Linked DNA regions of Mus musculus: region 1 is linked to region 2. A link is a contact called in public HiChIP or PLAC-seq data. All regions are on one chromosome and are shown on one strand. The core of a region is the stretch at or near the end of the contact, and the rest is flanking DNA. Distances in the headings are between cores, read along the strand shown. Region 1 holds the start of Zfp120 (zinc finger protein 120). Region 2 has its middle 54 kb from the start of Cst10.

Evidence for each region. HiChIP or PLAC-seq counts read pairs in DNA pulled down with a chosen protein or histone mark.
Region 1: a contact with region 2 is called in an H3K4me3 HiChIP or PLAC-seq map of pro-B cells, with 6 times the contacts expected there. The contact joins the promoter of Zfp120 here to the enhancer-like site in region 2. A contact is called at or near these places in 1 of 39 promoter capture datasets (embryonic stem cells) and 7 of 115 datasets of contacts at active chromatin or transcription factors (acute myeloid leukemia, embryonic basal ganglia, embryonic stem cells and 3 more).

Annotation. Positions count from the first base shown.
Region 1 is chr2:150,133,999-150,139,221 of GRCm38.p6, forward strand. Zfp120 (zinc finger protein 120) reads right to left here and starts at 2,680. Exons shown (of 4, transcript NM_181266.2): 1 at 2,570-2,680. The coding sequence starts at 2,644.
Region 2 is chr2:149,348,102-149,354,113 of GRCm38.p6, forward strand. No RefSeq gene overlaps it. Among named protein-coding and RNA genes, the nearest start is that of Cst10, 54 kb to the right of the region's middle. Within about 2 kb of position 2,345, at least 3 of the 459 cell types and tissues checked have an H3K27ac peak or open chromatin away from gene starts, as enhancers often do. A contact at or near this core is called in pro-B cells, where this site is marked.

The sequences.
Region 1 (5,223 bases), core at 1,430-3,929, 790 kb after region 2:
ATTAACAAGACAGTGTTACTCGGGAGGCAGAGGCAGGCGGATTTCTGAGTTCGAGGCCAGCCTGGTCTACAGAGTGAGTTCCAGGACAGCCAGGGCTATACAGAGAAATCCTGTCTTGAACCACTCTCCCCGTCACACACACACGAAAAAGCTTGTGTCATCCCATGTCAACATCCAAGTCAGAGGCCTCAAGATCTGGATCACAGGTGTGCCCTCAATATCTGGATTGCACTTCATTCCAGATATAGTCAAGTTGACTACCAGGAATAGCCACCACAACCAATATGCATAAATTAATACATGCTGGAAAATTACAAAGACATTCACCCTGTGTGAACTAAGTCCTTCTTCATAATGGTGATGCCCGCAGCTGACTCCTTTGAACTTTAGTCTGTGGTCTAGCTATCCTGTTTCTTCTAAGAGCATACACAGCAAGCTGCTCCTCCTACTCTGGTCTGAAGGCAGAAGGCATGCTCCACAGGCAAAAGCCTTCACCTGTTACTGAAATGAACACTTCATTACATGACTCAAATGGGGAATTTTAAAACACTGGTGTGGTACAATCCTTTATCTCAATAATTTAAGAATTTTCATCCATAGGAAAACAAGGTTATTGCCCGGGGAGCATGAGACTGGGATCAAAGGTGCCTGAGTCAACATAGCGTGTCATAGAAACACTTCTAGTAAAGGGAAGAAGATGCAGCTCTCCTAGAATCTTTACACCTTCCCCAGGAGAAATCGCTCCGTAAGTGATTACAAGACTAATTAAGAAAAATCTCTTTCATTGCAGCATGCATTCAGCTCTGGCTAATGCTTAGAGAAGAGACAGCCAAGAACAGATTTTACATTCCACATATGCTGTCTCATGTAAGTCTCTCTTAGGTTCAGGCCCCAGGTGATATTTTAAGCAATTTAAATATGAACTGGAGACCGAAAGTCCCACAGATGGGAGATTTACACAGCAAAGATATAACCAGAATTATTTTTAAGTATACCAGTGCACTGAAACAGCAGGCCACTCTTTGGTGATGGGGTTCTGAGTTTGAGGTGCCAGAAGATGAGAAGGTTGGAAAAGTAGAAGAAAGCAGTGGTGGCAAACGCCTTTAATCTCAGTACTTGGGAGGCAGAGGCAGAGGTAGACAGATTTCTGAGTTCAAGGCCAGCCTGGTCTACAGAGTGAGTTCCAAGATAGCCAGGGCTACACAGAGAAAACCTGCCTGGAAAAATAAATAAATAAATAAATAAATAAACGGAAGAAAGTATCAAAGCTGTGATGGGGGTGTCTTGGATAGGCTGTCTTATGCCACACAGGCTTCTGAAGAACAGCATCCTGTATACTTCTTACAGGGGGAAAATGGAACAAGATACGAGACTTTTATGAAGTCAGCACAAACTACTATACAGTGAGAAAACCACAGGAAGGAGCTAATAAAAGAAAGCTGGAGAAACAGGAAGAGAGAACCTCTCAAAAACGTTCCTGACCAAGCCCACACTGGACTCGGGACTGACAACCATAGCCGCATGTGGTGGGATCTCAGGGTCTGAAGCAAGCCATCCCCGAAGGCCCTGGCCCCAGACCTCCACCCGCTCTCCCAAGCACCGTCCTTGCTTTAGAGAAGGAGCTCTATTTTATTCTCAGCACTTCAGGGCCTTAGGGGAAGCTCCCAAGCCTGAGCCCCAGGCTGGCATTGGCTCTGGAGACCTAGAAGGAGCTGTTCTATGCCTTGCTTGACCAGGCCAGTCCTCACCAAAACAGTGTTTTTCCTTTTCAAAAGGTTGTCACCAGCTGTAGTCTTGCCCATGTGGCAAAACGATGCTTTTCTCAAGAAGAAAACCAGACCTTTATGGCACACCAGGCCTTAAAATTGGTTGTGGCCCTATTTTACCCCTTGGAGCCACTTGTTAGAGACCTGCTCTTTGAAGTCAGGATGGGCCTAATTCATGATTGTAAAGCAGAGTTGTCTCCTATGTTATGGTTTGTGGACAAATGTCTGGACAATCCTGGTACACTACCACATGTATTCTAGCATCCTATTCTCCATTCGGCCTTTTTAGCATAGCACATACCTGTGTGGAGTTTTAGGGGCAGTCCTTTCTCACCTACATTCGACTTGCCGTCACTACAAGCATTAGTCTAGATCCTTTACATCAATTTTACTCTTCTACATCACCGCTTAATATTTGAGTGCTATCCGACACACGAGATGCCTTTTACAGGCTCCACAAAATTAACTCGAAATGGGTCTTATACCTACCTGTAAAATGCCTAAATGCTAAGGCCAAAACTTACTATAGAAACTAGGGCTCTCCGAGTTTGGCATCCTGCCAAGGGTATTTCTACACAGAAGCCCTTTCCCCAAATGTTTTGTGTAGATGCAGCCACGCTAGTGAGATGATTCAGTGCCCACCGCCAGGTCCAGAGAGAGAGAAAAGGACCACAGGGAAGCTCACAAGTCTCAGCTTCTGTCAGGCTGCTGTTTACTACTGAGCCCTGGGACGACCCAGCACTCCAGCCCCCTTGGCTCAGCCGCCTGCTCCTCCCCTTTGTGGGAGACCGCCTGGCACTTACCATGTCGGAACTTCTGGGCTTGCCTGAGGTCCCCGCACCCAGGAGCGGTACACAGAACACATCAAGCAGAAACATTCGCGACTGCCAGCTTTAAAAGAGGAACTTGCAAGATCGCACCCGGAAGAGCCCGCCTTCACTTTTGAGTGGCAGATCCGGCTGGATGTCCTGATTGGCTAGTGAATCTGGAGTGACATACACACCACCCATAGGATTAGAGTGTGTTGAAGGGACACAGAGGAATAATTCCAGGCACAGGTTGCCAGCAGAGGCCAGTCCTTTTCCGGGTCTGTAGAAATTTGCATTTCAGTACCACCTGTGTCTGTCTTCCAATTGCTTGCTGGTCTTTTTCCCCCACCCTGGTCAGGGGAAGACCCACAACTCCAATTTGCTGTTGCTGAGTTACCCGCCTCTCTCCACTGTGGGCCACATTGCAAATTTGGAGCTTTCCAAAGCTCCAGTCACAACACTCAGTAGGCACTTCCGCTTCTTCCTTTTGGAATCATTGAGACTTTACTTAGGGAATGTTGATAAGTTCACATATAGGTTTGCCTACCCCTATGCATGCTATGTTAAATCCTCTTCTGAACTTGATCACAAGGTAAAAGCAGAGATTTTTAATGGCATATAGCTCAAAGTCATGCAGAAACATTTTGTAAATTATAAAAGTGATGGACAGAAATGCCTCTAGAATGTCCATCTTCTATTACAAAATCTTAGCTAACCATCCAGTAAATGACGCTGTAAAAGTAGATGGCTAAGGAGCCAATGCTGCCTGTTAATCATTATCTGTGATCTAACCAATAAATGTATCAAAATGTATAGATACAAAAATGTATCAATGTATAGAAAGAACAGAGAACACTAATGCAGAGGACCAACCTCACCTAGGTCTGGATTCCTAAGAGAAGGGGTGTTCGAGAGCAACAGGGAAACAAGCAACTAGAACTCAAATCATGGGTCCAAGCTGCTGGCTTATGTTCTGCTGAGATAGCATTCCAGATGAGATGGCTTCCCAGACTGCTTTCTCTGTGTCTGTGTGTTCTGCTCTGCTCTAGACAGATTTTACCTTCTATTCTAAAACCTCTGAGGTTGAGACAGCTAGCTTTCTGCTTGAGACAGCTCTCTGCTAGTAAAAATTCTAAACGCTCTCTGGATAGCTCCTCAGTTTTCTGACCAAAGTCAGAAAAAACTGATCTAAAAAATTCGTGGCTTTTCCAACCAATTCAAAAAATACTGTTAGAAAAATTCTAAAAGTAATTCTTGGGTTTTCAAAATCAGAAAGGAAAAAAAAATCTGCTGTGTTCACTCTTCACATAGTCTTCTCTGGATAACTGCTAGAAAATATTTTAACAGAGCTGTGTCGCCTCTCTAAGTAATTCTTTGGGTTTCTAACCTCAGACATTAGAATGTTAGAAAAAAATCCTGAAGAGCTGTGTTTGCTTTCCAGAGATATCCAGATAGCTCAGCTCTCAATACTGAAAAAAACATTTTAAAAAGTAGTGCAGTATCTTCCTGCTAGCTCATCATATGCAGATCAAAAGCCTGTTTTTTTTAATTATATATGAATTTGGTTATTTATTCCAGGATCCCTTTTGATTATCCTATGAATCACCAGCCCATAACCCCAGCTCCTTGATGCTTAGGAGACAGCAAGTACATTTTATTTATTTATTTTTAACAATGTAAAAGAATTCAGAAATCTTGCTTAACTCTGTTATGTAGCTGGGTAGGAGTGTGCTGGGGGGACACAGAGTAGTTGCAAGCAGTGGAATGTTTCTATTGAGGCTTACTGGGCTATCCTAGTAGGTATTTGGAAGACTCTGCTGCTGAGAGTGACTTGTACTGTGCAGACCTGGCCCAAGATGTTTCAGTGAAGAAGAACTTCAGTATCTGGCCTAGAGACTGTTTTTGGTGAAGAAGATGGGTGCTTTATGCCCTTGTCTGAAGAGTCTACCTGAGACTAAGGTAAAGAGATTTATATTAGTTGTATTGACAAAAGAAGTCTTTAAAAAAAATCTCAGCAGAGACCTTGTTCTCTTGTTTTGTCTTATGAAGAGTGTTTTAATGAAAAGGAGCAAGCAGGAAGGAAGAGCTACATCCAAGAAAAGAGGTTCCCATTTTCCAACTTTATTAGAATATGTGTGTTAATTTGTACTAGAAGTCATTATTCTTCTTTCTAAGTGGTTCAAGGAAGATTAAAAAAAATAGTTGCTATCAGCACATTCAAATAGGATGTCAAGGGGCTGGAGAAGGGTCTCGGTGGTTAAGAGTACAGGCTGCTCTTTTAGAGGTCCCAGATTTGAGGCCCAGTATCCACAGGACACACATCCATGTGTGACTCCAGTTCCATGGTGATCAATCCCACTTTTCTGGCCTCTACAAAGCATCAGGCATGCATGGGACACATAGATGTACATGCAGTCAAAACTGCCATACACAAAAAATATTAAATAAAACAAATCCTTTCTCTCAAAAGTTGAATTCATCAGGCTATTTTTATTTCTTTCTTTATTTTTAAACAACCAACCGAATACATAAATATGTAAGTAAGTAAGTAAGTAAATAAATAAATAAATAAATAAATAAATAAGTGAATGGGTTGGTGTCAGAGGAGTAAGGCTGGTGGTAGGAAAAAATAATGTGAATTTGTGGCT
Region 2 (6,012 bases), core at 1,095-3,594:
CAGAGAGAGAGAGAGAGAGAGAGAGAGAGAGAGAGAGAGAGAAACACAACTTCCTTCATAATACTAAAAAGAATTAAAATTAATTTTTTTAACAAAAAGAAGAAAATTTAAACCATGGTTTCATGTTTTTGGATCTACCTAGTATTTTAACCAAGTGAAATAATTCCATGATTGCTGGATTTTCTGAGATTTTGATGGTCAGAATATTTCATTTTACTTTACTCAAGCTATATCTGATATACAGACAAGACTTATAAGGTATAAACAAGGGTCATGACAGAGTTTATATTGAAACCTACTGGGTAACTAAAAAGAAATATATTTGAAAAATGTGGGTTGATCAAACATAATCATGTACCTGTAATAATAATTTTAGGTATTTTTGCTTGTCTAATGGGAATAAATCTAAATCTGCCCAGTCTATACTCCAAGCATATCTTCTTGATGATAAGTGCTAGTCTTCTTAAAATAAATAATTGGTTTGGTGCCCAGATTCCGCTGAGACTAGTCTGTGCAGGTGAGAGTGTGGACTACAGAAGCTAACAGCTTCTGGGACAGGCAGAAGCCACAGACCTTCTGAAGCAGACCCCATTTCAGGCTCCAGACATCCAGGCACCTTCCCTGCCAGAGCAGAGGTGTCCACACCGCACAGGAAGGCTTTGCCACAGCACCTGGGGGAGCCATCCTGGTTTCCGGATCCCACCAAGACTAGTCTGCATAGGTGAGAGTTTGGACTACAGAAGCTACACAGATTCTGGGACAAGCCCAGTTTCGGGCCTTCATCTTCTGCCAGGATGCAGGTCCAAGTGCCAGATATCTGTCCACCTGCCCTGCAAGAGGAGAGCTGGTGAGGATGTGGAGAAAGAGGAACACTCCTCCATTGTTGGTGGGATTGCAAGCTTGTATAACCGCTCTGGAAATCAGTCTGTTGGTTCCTTGGAAAATTGGACATAGTACTACTGGAGAATCCTGCAATACCTCTCCTGGGCATATATCCAGAAGATGTTCCAACTGGTAAGAAGGACACATGCTCCACTATGTTCATAGCAGCCTTATTTATAATAGCCAGAAGCTGGAAAGAACCCAGATGCCCCTCAACAGAGGAATGGATACAGAAAATGTGGTACATTTTCACAATAGAGTACTACTCAGCTATTAAAATGAATGATTTTATGAAATTCCTAGGCAAATGGATGGACCTGTAGGGCACCATCCTGAGTGAGGTAACCCAATCACAAAAGAACTCACACAATATGTACTCACTGATAAGTGGATATTAGCCCAGAAACTTAGAATACCCAAGATATAAGATACAATTTGTGAAACACATGAAACTCAAGAAGAATGAAGACCAAAGTGTGGACACTTTGCCCCTTCTTAGAATTGGAAACAAAACACCCATGGAAGGAGTTATAGAGACACAATTTGGAGCTGAGACAAAAGAATGGACCATCTAGAGACTGCCATATCCGGGGATCCATCCCATAATCAGTTTCCAAATGCTAACACCATTGCATGCACTAGCAAGATTTTGCTGAAAGGACCCAGATATAGCTGTCTCTTGTTTGCCTATGTCGGGGCCTAGCAAACACAGAAGTGGATGCTCACAGTCAGCTATTGGATGGATCACAGGGCCCCCAATGGAGGAGTTAGAGAAAGTAACCAAGGAGTTAATGGGATCTGCAACCCTATAGGTAGAACAACAATATGAACTACCCAGTACCCCCCAGAGCTCGTGTCTCTAGCTGCATTTGTATCAGAAGATGGCCTAGTCGGCCATCTTGGAAAGAGAGGCCCATTGCTCATGCAAACTTTATATGCCTCAGTACAGGGGAACGCCAGGGCCAAGAAGTGGGAGTGGGTGGGTGGGGGAGTGGGTCAGGGAGCGTGTGGGGGACTTTTGGGATAGCATTGGAAATTAAATGAAATAAATACCTAATAAAAATAAAATTAAAAAAGTAATGAAAATAAATAAATAAATAAAATTTTAAAAATTCTGTCAATAACTAATAATTCAGAGATAACAATTGGGGCCTCCTCCACTCTTCTAAATTACTTAAGGTGTTCATCTCATGATAAATATCTATAATTGTTTTGAATTAATGCATTTTGCTGTCCTTTATTGCATCTTCCTGCTTTTACACACTACCTGCTCAATACTTGTCAATGTCTCCTGGCCCACAAAGGGGCAGTAACTCAAGATTCTGCAGGGCATGTTCTGAATCCACAGTCAAATGATTTGCAAGACCCAGAAGAACTGCTGATAATCCTTTCAGAACTAGTCCCCAGGATGAACTGCACCTGGAACTTACACATATGACCACCAGATGGCACCCTTGATCTTCTCATGAACCCCTGTCTCCAGATCTCACAATCCATCTCACCTCGACGTATGAGAAGCAATCGGGGTTTACTGTAAATGGTGGAGCTTTGCTATATAACATGCCCTGGTGACTTCTTACAGTCACAGAAGGTATCTGTCTAAATATCTGCCAGTGCTTCTCTGGGATAACTGGTGATACTAGGCTTCAATAACCATAGCATGTATTTGCAGATGGCAGTACCCTCCCCTACCACAACTTCTTTCTTTTCCTAGATCCACCAGGAAGTCCTCAATGAGAACTTTCAGTAAATGTAAGTAGTGTAAAATTAACCACAGTGAAAGACAGGAACTTCTCAGAGTAGCAGAGAGAGAGAGAGAGAGAGAGAGAGATCATAGTTTACATTTTTTCAAAACCTCATATTCCCTTGCAGAAACTGCTTATAAAATGCTGCTTTTATGTTTAGAGTTCTCCCTAAAAGCTATGTGACAAAGCACTTATTTCCCAGTGCTTTTCCACAGCACTTGGTAGTTCTGCTAATCAATGTTAATGTTTTCCAATTGTCCTCAGTACGACAATTATGTGTGCCCTTTGTGAGAACAAAGTGGGGTATTTCCACGTTTGTTAGGATCTCTTGTCCCTGTCTTGGAGTATGAGTCACCTATCTATACATTTCCTTTCATCTGGAGATTTCAGCTGATCTAATCACGACAAATATGGTGTTCAGTTGGTTTATGGAGTTAACTATCATTTCAAACTTCTAGTGTTCTGGGCATATGGTATTTCTATATAACAGAGTGTAGTGGAAGAGTCAGAATAAGAAAGAAGAGAAGCTGTTCTAAAGACAGAAAGTATGAAAAAGCCACAGAAATCCACACTGAATATGACCAGGATTGCTGAAAAGTCTAGAGAAAGGGAGAAGAAAAGAACAGTAACAAAAGTAGCCAAAACATTCTTGAAAAATGTCAGGAGTAGTACCACATAGCTTCTGGTCTCACTGTTACAGGTGCATAACTGAAGTCAGTAATATTTCCAGGTTATTATGCCCTGGAACAAAGATTTGAACTGAGGCACATGGATAGTAACAGAAAGGGAAACAGACAAGGAAGATGTTCACTTAAGGAGAAAAACAATTCCAAGTTCACACTATACCAGAACTGGAGAGAGACCAAAGCACATAAATGATTAATAAAAACAGAATTTCTGAGTCCCTTGTTCTGAAGATGTTCCCTATAAGGCTAAGTTTCCATAACCCTATTCTCTTCACCTTCACCAACTGTGGGTCTCTGTGATAATTGCAATCTACTGTATAAAGAAGCTTCTCTGAGCACAGTTGAGAGATGCACTAAACTGTTCTGCAAATTGAATTCAGATCCTCATTCTTTTAAAGCAAGCATTTTATTGACTAAGCCATCTTTCCAGAATCATATATATTCATTTCAATTAGGAAGTAAATAACTGCCTGGGAGTTTAATGTATCACTTAAGTCCCCAAATTTTTCCAACTTTATATACTAACGTGAGTTCAGTGTCTTAAAGGCATAATAATTCTGTGCTAATATCCACTTATCAGTGAAAGGAAAGGGAATAGCATTTGAAATGTAAATGAAGAAAATATATAATAAAAAGGATTTTAAAAGTTATAATAATTCATTATATGTTGTATGAAAAGTGGAAAGTGTCTGCTATGATGGTTTGAATGATATATGTCCTCCTTAGGATGTCGTATCTAAACTCGTTGTTGGTACTGTTTGGGAAAGGGTATAACATCACAGGAAGAAGCATAATATTTAGAGTTGACATGGAGAAGTCATATGCTTGTCTGTTTTGAGTTCACTTGTTCTGCTTCATGTGTGCAGAAGGTGTGATCTCTCAGCTTCCAACACCTGCCTCCATACATGTTGTTTAGAGCCAAATGTTCTTTCCACAGAAGTGTCTAATATCTCTGGATCACTAAGTCCAAATTAACTCTCTCTTTCTTAAGTCACTTTGGGTGACAGTATCATAACAACAGAAATATAACCAAAACAGAAGTCAGTACCAAGAGTAGGAACAGAACCTGACTGTATAGTTTTTCTGAAGTAAGTGGAAGACCTTGACACTTTGGACTAGAAAAGTGTTTTGATGCTTTGAGCAAAATTATCAGACCATTCTGATAGGAACCTAAAACATAGTAGTGCTGAGAGCAAAGTGCACTGAAGACTACCAGCTCAAGAGGTTTAAGATTTGAACAATATTAACAATTAAGCTAGAGGCCATTCCTGTGCTGTTTTATTAAATAATTTGGCTACCATCTACCCCTGTCCAAAGAACTTGGCTGAAGATAAAGAGGAAATGGGGCCTACACATTACAGCCTGTGTGCCTCCCAGGAGATCCTCAGTAACCAAAGACACAGGTGAAAATCTTGCCCAAATATGCACACCAGCTGGGATAACCAGGGACCCAGCTGATATGGGACAGACCCCCTCCCCATCCCCTGAGCTCCACTTTTCTTCTGATCTGCTTTCTACTTGAGTCAGATCAGCTGACTGATACCTGCCCACACACTGAAGCCTGCATGCCACCCAGGAGGTCCTCAGTAATCAAACACAGATCCAAGGTGATATAGAACCCACCCACCCTGCCTAGGTCTGCCTTCCTCTGGACCTCTTTTCCACCCAGGCCATATCAGCACCCATACCCTTCCCAGACCTACAGCCTATCTGCCTCTCAGGAGGTCTTCAGTAACCAGGGACATAGAAGACCAGTTCTAACCAAAGTCAAAAGAGGCCCAACCTAACCAGAGACAGTATTGCCTGCTTCCAAGGAGACAAGCTCTACCTGCCTCCAAAGAGGATGGCTCCAGTCAGAGGAACACAAACCATTTAACATCAGAACCAGAGTGCCAGAGGCAAGCACAAGATCATAAGTGACAAAACCTGATGCAATTTGGAACCATCAGAACTGAGTTCTATCACCACAATATGCCCTGGATACCCCAACACACCTGAAAAGTAAGATAATAACATAAAATCCAATCTCATGAAGATGATAGTTGCCTTGAAGGAAGATTAAAAAGAACTCCCTTAAAGAAATAAAGGAAAACACAATAAAGCAGGTAGAAGTCCTTAAAGAAGAAACAAATAAAACATTTAAAGAAATACAGGAAAATACAATAAAGCAGGTAAAAAAAATTTGAACAAAATGTTCCAAGAACTAAAATTGGAAATAGAAACAATAAAGAAAATATACATGGAAGCAAGCCTGGAGATGGACAACATAGGAAAGAGATCAGAAGCTACAGATACAAGTATCACCAACAGAATACAAGAGATAGAAGAGAGAATATCAGGCCTAGAAGATACCATAGAAAATGTTAACACATCCATCAAAGAAAACACAAAGTGTAAAAAGGTCATAACCCAAAATATTCAGTAAATTCAGGATGCTATAAAAATATCAAACCGAAGAAGAATAATAGAAATAGAAGAGGGTAAAGAATCACAGTTCAAAGTGCCAGAAACCATATTCAACAAAATCATACAAGAAAATCTCCCTAACCCAAAGAAAGAAATGGCCATAAATGTACAAGAAGCCTACAGAAAACCAAATGGATTGAACCAGAAATTAAAATGCCCTCTTCCCATAATAATCAAAACATGGAACACACAGAACAAAGAAGTAATATTAAAAGCTGTAAGGGGAAATTATC